Regions from separate parts of the Mus musculus genome. Here region 2 is linked to region 1. A link is a contact called in public Hi-C data. All regions are on one chromosome and are shown on one strand. Each heading gives the region's core, a stretch centred on a gene start, on an enhancer-like site or on the middle of the called end of the contact. The rest is flanking DNA. Distances are from core to core; before and after follow the strand shown. Region 1 overlaps 9130015G15Rik (RIKEN cDNA 9130015G15 gene). Region 2 overlaps Nav2 (neuron navigator 2).

What was found. Hi-C and Micro-C count contacts between places; a contact is called where the count stands out from the background.
Region 2: a Hi-C map of bone marrow-derived macrophages shows a contact between it and region 1, with 19 read pairs. The contact joins two enhancer-like sites. A contact is called at or near these places in 1 of 15 datasets of contacts at CTCF or cohesin (the NIH/3T3 cell line), 5 of 484 Hi-C or Micro-C datasets (bone marrow-derived macrophages, cortical neurons, embryonic stem cells and 1 more), 9 of 115 datasets of contacts at active chromatin or transcription factors (craniofacial prominence, embryonic basal ganglia, embryonic limb bud and 2 more) and 1 of 9 other capture datasets (embryonic stem cells).

What each region holds. Positions count from the first base shown.
Region 1 is chr7:49,129,204-49,135,451 of GRCm38.p6, forward strand. The region is part of intron 3 of 9130015G15Rik (RIKEN cDNA 9130015G15 gene); the gene reads right to left. It also overlaps a transcript of Nav2 not described here. Among named protein-coding and RNA genes, the nearest start is that of 9130015G15Rik, 30 kb to the right of the region's middle. Within about 2 kb of position 3,713, at least 38 of the 459 cell types and tissues checked have an H3K27ac peak or open chromatin away from gene starts, as enhancers often do. A contact at or near this core is called in bone marrow-derived macrophages, where this site is marked.
Region 2 is chr7:49,450,768-49,457,015 of GRCm38.p6, forward strand. It overlaps Nav2 (neuron navigator 2), which reads left to right. Exons shown (of 39, transcript NM_175272.3): 7 at 1,632-2,739. Among named protein-coding and RNA genes, the nearest start is that of Gm51447, 16 kb to the left of the region's middle. Within about 2 kb of position 4,019, at least 44 of the 459 cell types and tissues checked have an H3K27ac peak or open chromatin away from gene starts, as enhancers often do. A contact at or near this core is called in bone marrow-derived macrophages, where this site is marked.

The DNA of each region.
Region 1 (6,248 bases), core at 2,463-4,962:
AACAATAGAGTCCTTGGTGCCTTTAAATGTAAAGGGGTACATCAGCAGGCAGAGGAGACCATCTGCAAGGGCTTCTGGAGAGTTCTTTGTCCACAGATTCTTTCCACTCGGCATAACTGGTAAACTCTGGGTAGACAGGCACCTCATCCACCTTCCCAGCATGACCTTCAGCCTAAGATCAGGCAGGGAGGCATCTCAGATAGCTGACACAGAACAGAGTTCCCCCTTCATGGTTCACTCTGGCCACAATTATGTCTAATTCTACTTCTGTAATGCCACAGCCTGGCCCAGTCAGATATCTGCAAGTGGATAGCCATGCATGACTGGAGTGTCCCTAGAGTCAGCAGAGGGAAACCAGGCAGATCATCAGGGAACAGAGACAATGCTGGGCTCCTCTGTTATTTAGAAAAAAGTCAGGAAATTGCCCTGGTTCCTGCCTACTGAGTCCAACCTTGGTGTAACACATGTGGGGTTCAGGAATCCAGGGCATCCAGCCAACCTCAGCTCTCATCAGCACCAAAGTCTTGGGCGACATTCTCCCTCTGTCATGTCAGTCAATAGCTTAAGAGCACACCAGCCATTGGCAGACTTTGAGGAGCCACTCACTCATCCCTACCCTGTTTAACTGAGATAGATGCTAGAGAAGTCCTGAGATATGAGCTGGTCTGCTGTGACCAAGTTCCCCAGTCTGGAGCTATTCAAAGCTCAGGTCCCCCTGCCTACCACTCACGGAGGTTCTGATGTGAGAACTCCACTCCCTTTTTTGGCCCCATTAGGATCATAGAGGTTAAGAGACTTGAAGACTCCATAGCCAGCCTGTGAGTGTGCCTGGCTTGAGGTTGGCACAGGGTTCCCTAGAGACCTTTCCTCATTGCCCAGGCTGACCTCCCTGGGGAGGACAAAGGGGCCTCCTGGAGAGGTGATCTGAGCCCTCTAATGTCTCTCTGCTCTGAGCTTTCCTTGCCACTGCTCTTTGCCCTACAGAGGAGAGGACCACCCCACCCAGAGACACAGCCACACAGCCTCCACAAAAGCCTCTGCCTCCTCCATTCATTCATTTGTTCTTCCAGCCCATCCCTTAATAGCAGCAATTTTGTGCCCATTTTACTGATTTCTATACAGAGGATAGCTAGTGAAAATAATAACCCTCTGTCAAGTGATGGGTATGGAGCCTGTGCCAAGCCTGTCTCTACTGTCCATTCAGCTATATAGCATCTATACATAGGAAGCCCATAAGGGGCAATTAGAACATCAGCCCTCAGCCCTCTAGGATGGTGGGAAATCCCTTTGGCAATCAGAGTAGCTCTTGGGACCTTCCTATAAGCTTTAGGGCATCACTGGGGCCCTTGCTATCTTTGGCACATCTCTGGGGCCCTGACTGTTTTAGGATGTCTTAAGGGCCTTCTCAGTCTTTAGGACATCTCAGGGACCCTGGCTATCTTTGGGACATCTCTGGGGCCCTCTCAGTCTTTAGGACATCTTTGGGGGCCTTACTGTTTTTAGGACATCTTTGGGGCCCCTCACTGTCTTAGGGCATCTCTGGTGTACTGGCTGTCTTTAGGCGATCTCTGGGGCCTTCTTGGTCTATAGGACATCTTTGAGGACCTCTCAGTCTTTAGGACATCTTTGGGAGCCTTGCTGTGTTTAAGACATCGTTGGGGGCCCTCTCCATCTTTAGGACATCTTTTGGGTCCTGGTGTCTCTAGGAGATCTTTGGGGCCTTCTCTGTCTTTAGGACATCTCTGGAGTCCTGTTGTCTTTAGGACATCTCTGGAGTCCTATCTTTAAGACATCTCTGGAGTTCGGGTATCTTTAGGACATCTCTGTAGTCCTGGTGTCTTTAGGACATCTCTGGGGCCCTCTCTGTCTTTAGGACATCTCTGGGGTCTTGGTGTCTTTAGGATATCTCTGGAGTCCTCTCTATCTTTAAGACATCTCTGGAGTCCAGGTGTCTTTAGGACATCTCTGGGGCCCTCTCTGTCTTTAGGATATCTCTGGGGTCCTGGAGTCTTTAGGACTTCTCTGGGGCCCTCTCAGTCTTTAAGACATCTTTGGGGACCCCTCACTGTTTTAGGACATCTCTGGTGTACTGGCTGTCTCTAGGCAATCTCTGGGCCCTTCTTAGTCTTTAGGACATCTTTGGGGAATCTCTCGGTCTTTAGGACACCATTGGGGGGCCTCTCTGTGTTTAAGACATCTTTGGGGGCCCTCTCCATCTTTAGGACATCTTTGGGGTCCTGGTGTCTTTAGGACATCTCTGGGGCCCTGGCTGTCTATAGGATAGAGCAAAGACGTTAACATAGCCTCTGACTTTGCCAGCCATGCTGAACTTCACCTTACCTCCTCGATTCTTGCTTACTACTTTTCTTCTTTTTCAGCTTCAGGTTTCTGTGGCCCTGGAGCTTGGATTGGGGGTGGATGATAAATCAGCATCAGGACAGGATGCTAAAAAGAAAGCAGAGCCATGCTCTGGTTATGGCCAGCCCAGAGTTGGCTGACCTGAGGAATCTCAGGAAGGAAGGGACCATGTAAAACTGAGTCCCATGTCATATCTGTAAGGGAAACTGTGAGGGGCCCAGGCTGGCAAGAATTCATCAGCCTGAGTCCCCAAATACTGTCCCGGTGAAAACTCAGAGCAAGGCCTGCTAGTGTGTTCAACCTACACAGAGGAGACACTGATTGGCGTCTGGGGACATCAGAGAGCAGAAAGTGAGATGCTAGATACCCAAGATGCTGCGAACTCTTAGGGATCAGGGAGGGAGAGAAGAGGGAGAAGATTGCAGAAGCAGACCAGGGAGAGGAAAATAAAGAAGAGAAGGAAACACACAGTCTGAGCAGAGAGAAGCAACCTGTACAATCCCACAGTCTGGTCAGAGTCCCTTCCTGCTCGCCATCACTTCTGAGGTCCCCTCCTCTCACCTGATATATCTCTGAGCTGCCAGAAGACCAACACAGTCTGGCAGAATTTAAGCACAGAGGGACCCTCCTATGCCAGAGTCAATTACCCACCTGTCCCTCTCTGCATTTGGGCCCTGGATCTTTCCAGATGCCCTGAGTCCCTGTAAAAGCACCCATGGAATCAATACATCAAGGGTGACATTATCCCTGTGTGTACTACAGTGCATATTCCAGGACTTACTGCAGACATGGACCCCCTGGGCCCTGGAAGCTGCATTTTAACAAGCACCATTAGCTATCTACATGTGCTCTGAAGTCACAGAGCCACCACTGAAATGTGTAGCCTCCCTGGCCTAAGGCTTATGTGGCCTCAAATCCCAGCAGTATACTGGCAGTGTGCTGCTTTCCGAATGCTTCAGCTCTGGATTCTGTAGCGATATGGCGAAAGTAAAACCTCCTCAGGGTTACAAGAGAATACAAATCAAGAAAACTCATTGGCATGAGGGAAACAAATCTTCCCCACGAATACTAAGTAAATAAAGAGATGCAGACAAACAAATAAATTAAGCATACATAGTCACCAATCCTGAAATATTAAGCAAATAAATATTAGCTGGTACTATGATATTATTTGGAGCCATTCCCTGTTCCTACTGTCAATATGGCAGTCAATGAGGCTACTGCAAGGCAGCATACAAGAGCCAAGCTTCCAGCCCAGCATCCACTCCTGCAAGGGAGATAGGTAAAGCAGGTAAGACATTCAAGTCCGGCTCACCCACTTCTGCAGGCAGGTTGGGTGGGTGCAATGACAATTATGACCAGAAGAGGGAGGCATAAACACGCGTTTCAGAGCAGAGCTCAGGGATCCTCAGAGTGGGAGGCTCTCTGGGGAGGAGGGGGAGGCTGGGATCAGCATTTGTTCTAGAACCAACACACACACAGCACACAACACACATGCACACACTGTTGATAGTAATATCTGGGGATGTTCACAGGCTGAAAGCTTGTTCCCCCAGGTTGCCCAGAAGCCAGGCTCAGAGCCGCTCCATGAGTCTCTTTCCCGAGGGCTCAGAAGCACCTCGTTAGATTTTATTTTTCACCACCCAGTCTGGCCCTGGCAGGCCGTGGGCAGAGTGCTGGCTGTCGTGCCTTTCTGAGAAGGCTCTTGGCGGAGCTCCAGAGTGGGGGCCTCCTGTTCTGTTTGAAGGAGAGTTGTGGTAGGCACTTCACCCAGCGCTCTCAGAAAACTTTCTTAGCTAAAACAGTTGGAAGGGTGAGGATGGGTGGGGTGCTAGGGTGGACGTGCCTGCCCTCCACTCACCAGTCGATTTTCTAAAAGAGGGGATAAGGTAGCCCATGGCTGGAGTACCTGCTGTGTGTTCCTCAGCACCAGACACCCAGCGCTTCAGAGACCTCCCATAGAGGTGAAGCCTGAGGCTCAGAGAGGTCAGGTGACTTGCCCAGAGCCACACAGCTAGTGAACAACCAAGATGATGGCATTTTCCACCTATTGAGAGCCTAGCATACTTATGGGCACAAAGGTAATCATTGCATGTTTGATTGAGCCTATCTGTAAGTCCAGTAAGCCCTTCTGTCTGCCCTAAAGCCTTCCTTCTGCTCCACACTGCCTCAACCCTGGAAAATGCTGGTCTCCATTCCCCCAACCTTCCAAAGGACTAAAATCCCCATTTATTCCCCCTGGCCTCAGCAGCAGCCTGGTGAGAGCTGTGGCCGTGGCTGGAGGACATTCCTGCTGGTAAATGCCTGTCCTGAAGACCTGGGCGCCTCGCTCGGGATGTCCCAGCAGTGCAAAAGTGAGGAGGGGACACTCTGGTTACACATGTCACCTGGCTATCTGGGACTAGGAAAAGCATATTGTTCAAGAGTGATGAGGTGCCGTCCTCTCCTTCCCACAGAAAGTGGCGCCAGCACAATGAACGTCATCCCCCTTATACCCCAGCCCCCAGCCCTGGGGACACCACTGTAATAAGCCTTGGCTGTGTGCAAGCTCTCACCCTGCCTTGTCATGCAGTCCACGTGGCACCATGCAGACATGTCACTTTCCTTCTGAGGGACTCTCCCTCTCCTGAAGAAATACTACAGGTGCCCTGGTATTCAGTGGTAGCTGAGGAAGAGCCCCTGTGTCTTGTTCTTCTTCTCCTGAGAGCTGGGCTTGACCTGCTCATACTGCGGAGTTCTCTTATAAGTGGCCTGTGGGTGAGGCTTGGCCACTCCCATGCAGGGTAACTAAGGTGGCCATTTGAACTGGCATGTGTTTGGGGCAGGAAAGGGGACTCTAGCCCTTTCCTGAGATCTTCATCCAAATCTTCCAGCGGGGGTGGGGGGGGGAACCTAGCTTGTCTGGAATCCACCTTCACTTTCAGGTTTACCCATAAGCTTGGAAGCTCTGTAAGGACTCCATTGCTAAGATCTACCTGTCCCCCTTGGCAGCCACCACGGCAGGCAGATTGAAGTGTTTGAAAACACCTGGGCATGAGGAAACGTGGCTGGGAGGTGTGGGGGAAGGGTGGCAAAAGAAAGCCCGCCTTGATGAACCTGGGAGACAGTCTCCTGGGTAGCATGCCTAAGGAACTTTGCAGAGCCAGAGAAAGGCTTGGAAAAATCCAGATAACTTGCCATGGTCACCTTAAGGCAGCCCTGGCTCAAGTACGTGTGCTTTCTCATTACTCATAAGATAAGACTTCCCACGTACTACACAGGTACTGTCTCGGTCACTTTTCTTTCTTTTTTTTTTTAATTTTTTTTATTACATATTTTCCTCAATTACATTTCCAATGCTATCCCCAAAGCCCCCCCCCCACTACCCACCCATTCCCATTTTTTGGCCCTGGCGTTCCCCTGTACTGGGGCATATAAAGTTTGCCTGTCCAGTGGGCCTCTCTTTCCAGCAACCCTGTAGGTGCAACATTATGAACTAACCAGTACCTCGGTCACTTTTCTTATGGCACGACCAAGAAGCAGTTTGAGGGAGGTGGGACTTCCTGTGGCTCATGGTATAAGGTGAAGCAGTCTGTCCCAGCAGGGGATGCACAAAGTGCGCCTTTGGTCACCAAGTATCCACAGACAGGAAGCAGAGTGGACAGGAAGTGGGGCTAGGTTTCAAAATCCTAAGGCCATTCCCTAGTGATGCACTTCCTCCAGCACGGCCCCACCTCCTAAAGGTTCCACAAACTTCCAAAAGAGGAGGACCACACTCGGTGGGGGCAGGGCCGGGGGGATGACATCAAGTGTTCACACACAGGAGCCTGTGGGGGACACTTCCACTCAAGCTGTAACCAGTGTGCTGGTTTACTCTGTGGAGGCACACGGTTTGTGAAAGGCACCTACGA
Region 2 (6,248 bases), core at 2,769-5,268, 320 kb after region 1:
TTAATTAGAAACATGAGCAGTTTAACCGAAAACACTTGTGACAATTGGAAGGGCCGTCTCTCCGTTTGCAGAAATTCTCCTAGAGAATCCTTGTGGGAGAAAGTGGCCGTTGTTGGGTAAGTCCGTCACTGTGACTCTGCAAGCAGTGTTCTCTTAAGGGGATGATGAGGTTGGGCTTGGGGGGGGGTGGGAGGGGACAGGCTCAGTGGGGGGTGTTTCCTCTGCCTTCTGGCCACTTTCTCTAGCAGCTACTGGCACTTGGAGCCACTAGTGCATTATGGCAGTTCCGTCTGAAGAAGAGGCTGAAGTTTGGAGGGCTCTCTGATGCTGGGCCACTGTGGTAAGTGACAGGACAGTAGTAGGGGAGCCCGCACTTCCCAGACTGGTCCTGGCACTTGTATGGAAATACCTTCATGGATTTCTGAGAAAAGACCGTGGGCAAGGAAACACGCACTGAGTGCCAAAAGGGAAGCCTTGACTTTCAGATAACCTGTGTTTTCTCCCCGAGTGTGTGTGTGTGTGTGTGTGTGTGTGTGTGTGTGTGTTAGTGATGGGGGCTGGGGCACATGCTCACATTGTGTTCTTAAGTAAAAGTTGTTCTGTCTGTAAGCCTTTAAAAACCACCAGCATAATGTCTCCATTGCGCAACTGCTCAGCATATTTGGCCGTGAACGGAAAGGTTGGTGGTTCACGCCCACTCTGGGATGTGTGGGTTTTAAGTGTTCGCTGGAGAGAACTCATTTCTCTCCACTGTGAATTTCCCACGTGAATACAGAGAATATGCTGCACCTGTTTCCCTGAACAGGCTAGGACAAAGTGAGATTCTCTAGGCTGGGCGTGATGGCTCGCTCGCTCAGGAGGCAGAGGCAGGCAGATCTCTGAGTTCAAGGCCAACCTGGTCTACAGGGTGAGTTGCTAGACAGCCAGGGCTACACAGAGAAACCTTGTCATGAGAGAAAGGAAGGAAGGAAGGAAGGAAGGAAGGAAGGAAGGAAGGAAGGAAGGAAGGAAGGAAGGAAGGAGGGAAGGAAAAGTGCTAACAAAGAAATATCTTACATAGGAATTAGCAACTTTTATGAATAATCTATTTTTTCATTTAAAATTGCTTGTCTCTCCTCAGTTCCTATTTTTACTTACTTTCTTTGGCCTGTTTTAATGTCTATGATAAGTTGTTCTCTAAAAATTGGACACTTCTTGACTATTGTTCACAACTGGGATTCTGCGTTCAATCACTTAAAGCATTTATTTCCTACACCCTCGAATACCACAGGAGTGGTATGTGGTGGTGGTGGTGGTAGTAAAGGATTTTCTCTTTTTTTTTCCGGTAGATTATTTACATTCTTAGTTGTGCTCTGCATGGTACTGTTCAGATTGGCATGTGTTTACAGAACAGATACAACCAAGATGTGGTGAGGCTGGGGGAGGTGCCGTGTGAACGGCACACGTCGGAGGACAGGGGAGATGAACTGGGTTTAAACTGTAACCACAGATAATCCTCACCTCCAGTAATGGAGTTTCAGGGCGTACAAGTGGGGAATGGCTGGCTGGGTAGCCATGGCTGGCCTTCCTGTGTCTTCAGTGCAGTTCAGTGGCTATGACTCAGGTCGCTGTCCCTTCCCTGTCTCTTGCAGAGCCACTGGCAAGCTCAGCCTCCTCCCATCCAGGAATGAGCGAAAATGTCCCTGCGCCCTTGGAGAACAGCCCTTCCGTCCCTGTTAACTGCTCCTCCTCAGCCATCCCCCAGCCCAGCATGACCTCCAAGCCTTGGCGTAGCAAGTCCCTCAGCGTGAAGCACACTGCCACGTCAGCCATGCTGTCCGTCAAACCCGCTGGGCCCGAGGCCCCCAGGCCCACACCTGAAGCCATGAAGCCTGCCCCTAACAATCAGAAATCCATGTTGGAAAAGCTCAAACTTTTCAACAGCAAGGGAGGCTCCAAAGCAGGTGAGGGCTCAGCATCCCGGGACACGAGCTGCGAGCGACTAGAGATCCTGCCCAGCTTCGAAGAGACTGAAGAGTTGGAGGCCACAGCCAACAGGGCACTTTCTACCGTGGGCCCTGCATCCAGCAGCCCCAAGATTGCACTCAAGGGCATTGCACAGAGGACTTTCAGCAGGGCGCTTACCAATAAGAAGAGCTCCCCAAAGGGTAATGAGAAAGAGAAGGAGAAGCAGCAGCGGGAGAAGGAGAAGGAGAAAGAGAAGGAGAAGGGCAAGGACCTCACCAAGAGAGTCTCCGTGACCGACAGGCCTGACCTCAAGGAAGAAACCAAGGCAGATCTCAGTGGGGTGGCTGTGACTGAGATGCCGAAAAAGTCCTCCAAGATCGCCAGCTTTATCCCCAAAGGGGGCAAGCTCAACAGCACCAAGAAGGAGGCTACAGCTCCGTCCCACAGCGGCATACCAAAACCAGGAATGAAGAACGTGTCTGCGAAGTCCCCAAGTGCCCCCATACCTCCCAAGGAAGGAGAGAGGAGCAGAGGGAAGCTGAGCTCAGGGCTCCCTCCCCAGAAGGCCCAGCTGGACAGCAGGCACTCTAGCTCCTCCTCCAGCCTGGCATCCTCGGAGGGAAAAGGCCCCGGAGGGACCAGTCTAAACCCCAGCATCAGCAGCCAGACCGTCAGCGGCTCCGTCGGGACCACGCAGACCACTGGAAGCAATACCGTCAGTGTCCAGCTACCTCAGCCTCAGCAGCAATACAACCATCCCAACACAGCCACGGTTGCACCTTTTCTGTACAGGTAAGCAGCACCCGCTACCCCTGGGGAAAGAGCCTAACTGCTGGCTCTGTCCGTGCGGGGATCAGGAACATGTGAGCCAACAGCTAAAGCAATACATAGTTCTAGCCTGGGGCACTCAAGTGGGCAGCTACTATAGCAAGACAGTGTTGAGGCAGGGGACAGTGGGAGCTGACTCCAGCATGAGAAGGCTTCACCAGGCCTGTGGGGACTGAAGCCTTTCTGAAGCACTAGAAGCATGGAGGTAGACTAAGTAGACTTAAGACTACCCTGCTATGTAAAATTGCTTATGGCAGCATTGCTGTTGCACTTTCTAAGTCTGGCAATTCCTAGTACCTCCTTGAGAAGAGATGAAGGAGGAAGAGATAAGACTGACACGGGCCAGCTGGGCAGTGCTAGCACACGCCTTTAATCGCAGCACTTGGGAGACAGAGGCAGGTGGCTCTCCAGGTTCAAGGACAGACTGATTTACAAAGTGAGTTCCAGGACAGCCAGGGCTACAGAGAAACCCTGTCTCAAAAATATATATAATAATAATAATAACAACAACAATAACAACAACAGTAGTTTAGTAGTAGTAAGATTGACAAGGACCATTCTAGAACAAGAAATGTATTAGGCTAAAGTACACTGTCATTTTCCTGTCTCAGAAGCCCTGGATCTCTGATGGCCCATCTGTAGAACCCCAGCAGCCCACATAGAACTAGGTGCTCCGTGCTCCTTGTTGTTCTGCTGAGAGCCACTCTGCTCTGCCCCTGCCACACTCCGGCGCTGAGACAGACACCCATAAGCGTGTGGATGAGCTCTTCAGTCTCATGGAAGCTCCTGTCCTACTGAGAAGGGAGCTGAGAGCTTTGGTTCAAAGGGCTTTCCCTGGTCCTGTGCTGGGTGGTCCCCCAATACCTGTGCATGTAGCAAAATGATCCAATGTCACATTCTGCCCACTCCCAAAACACAGAAACACAACTGTGTACACACACTCAAGGCATATTCATCAACAGTTGCACACAAGTTCAGACACAGTTACACATTCCTGTGCCCAATGCAAATGTGTGTTCACATAGGGGCATTTGCACAAGTCCCGGGTGTGTGCACTCACACCCACACTTCCAGCTTCTTATGCTTGTGTGACTCCCCCCAAAAAATAGGTGTTCCCTCTCTCCCCGCCTGAATTGTGTTCCTGTGAGCTCTCAGGCTTCCTGTCCCTAGAGATGTCAGGAGACAGCTAGCCAGCATCCATGCGATACAGGGATGATGCCAGGCTTCCTCTTGTCCCGTGTTCACTCTCCTCTGCCCACTTCCCCATTCTGTGAGAGTCATAGCAATCTTCTCTGATTGGCAGACAGTTCTGTTTTAGTCAAGTCATCAGCTAACAGCGTTGAGAAGAACACCGGGGCATCTTTCAGTAGAGGCCTGGTGAGGCCTACTACTAGCCTACTCTCTGGTAGACTAGATAGCAAACATTTACCTCCTTTATTATTATTATTAATTATTATCATTTCAAGCTTTTCTATGGGAAGGAGGATTTCTTGTGACTAATGTGTGAAGGGCAGAAGGAAAGGAACCTCTCAGATATTCAAGGCCAGACTTCCCTATGTGAACTCACTCTGGTCAAAGCTGTCTCTGGAGGAGCTGGTCAAGAGAGACTGGAAGAAGAGACCCAGATAGGAATTGGATCACAGCACCCTGCCCTGTGTCTGCTGGGGGCACCCACTGTGGTCTTAGGCACTGGCCACAGAGACAGGTAGCGATTGCTTGTGAACCAGATGTGTGCAAAGACTTCGCTCAGGGCTTCTTCGTCCTAATCCCCTGAGACTTCCCAGTTTTGTGCGCTAGCTTGCTTCTTAAAATTCCAGTTCTAGGGCTGGTGAGATGGCTCAGCGGTTAAAAGCACCAACTGCTCTTCCAAAGGTCCTGAGTTCAAATTCCAGCAACCACATGGTGGCTAACAGCCATCCGTAATGAAATCTGATGCCATCTTCTGGAGTGTCTGAAGACAGCTACAGTGTACTTACATATAATAAATAAATAAATAAATAAATAAATAAATAAATAAATAAATAAATATTAAAAAAAAATTCCAGTTCTATAGATGAGCAGCTGATGCTCAGACCAGGAAATTTGTTCCAAGTCACAGATGTGGTAATTAGAAGAACCTGCGTTTAAAACCAAGCCTGCTGCTGGACATGGGGGCAGAGTACTCCAGAGGCAAAGATGGGCAGATCTTGGAGTTCAAGGCCAGCCTGCTCTACAGAGCAAGTTCCAGGCAGCCAGGGCTACACAAAGAAGCCCTGTCTCAAACAAACGAACAGATAAACAAACAAAAACAAAACAAAACACGCAAGTCTGCCTAACTATAGGATCCATATTGTCTTGCTGTCTATGTCAAGGATTTTTGGTGCTTCAGAGATGGCTCAGCTGTTAAAAGCACCGGCTGCAATCTCAGAGAACCTGGGTTTGTTCCCCAGCACCAACATGGTGGCTCACAACTATTAACTCCAGTTCCAGGGGATTTGATGCCTTCTTCTGGCCTCTATGAGTACTGCATGTATATGTTGCACATACGTACATGCAGGCAAAAACCTTATACATGCCATGCATGCAAAACAAAATAAATCTAAAAAACATTTTTAAAAGCAGAAATCTTTTCAAGCACAGTAAAAGAACTGGAGTTCACAATATCCGATAGTCTCAAGTCTAAGCTCAGCTGTTTCAGGTAGGGCTTGTTGATATTCTGTGGGATGGTGGCAGGGTCATTGCAGAATGCACATGTATGTTCAGAAGAACAGGGCTGCAGTGATGTAACACCACCAAGCAGGTGCCCTGCTCCTCTGGAGGGCATACCACCACTTGGCACCAGCAGATGGCGCTCTATAAGACTGAGCTCAGTAGCTCCAGATCCACCCATCCATCCTCCCTCCCTCCCTCTCATCATTCCTTCTTCCCTTCCTTCCTTCCACTGGCTGAAAGAAAAAATTCAGATACTTACATGAAATCTCCCCAAATTTTAAAGTCATGTCTATTATTTTTAGTTATGTATATTTGTGGCTGAAGCTCTGCATATGAGTACAGATGCCTATGAAGGTCACAGGCTGCAGATCCCCTGGATCTGGAGTTATAGGCAATTATAAGCCACTCTTTGAGGGTGCTGGAAACTAAACCTGGGTCCTCTACAAGAGCAGCATGTACTCTTAACTGCTGTGTTCTCTCTCCAGCCCCCAAGCCTCACAAATTTTAAACAATGAGCTAATTTACCAGGTGTGGTGGCGCATGCCTTTAATCCCAGCACTCACGAGGCAGCTGTGGGCAGATCTCTTTGAGTTTGAGGTAATCTAGTCTACATAGTGAATTCCAGGATAGCCGTGACTATGTAGAGACACAGAGAGAGAGAGGCAGAGAGAGGCAGAGAGACAAAGACAGAGACAGTCAGAGAGAGACAGGAACAGCCAGAGAGACAGAGACAGAGAGCATGCTAATTTACTTTTTAGAAATACTATGCAAAATGCAAACAG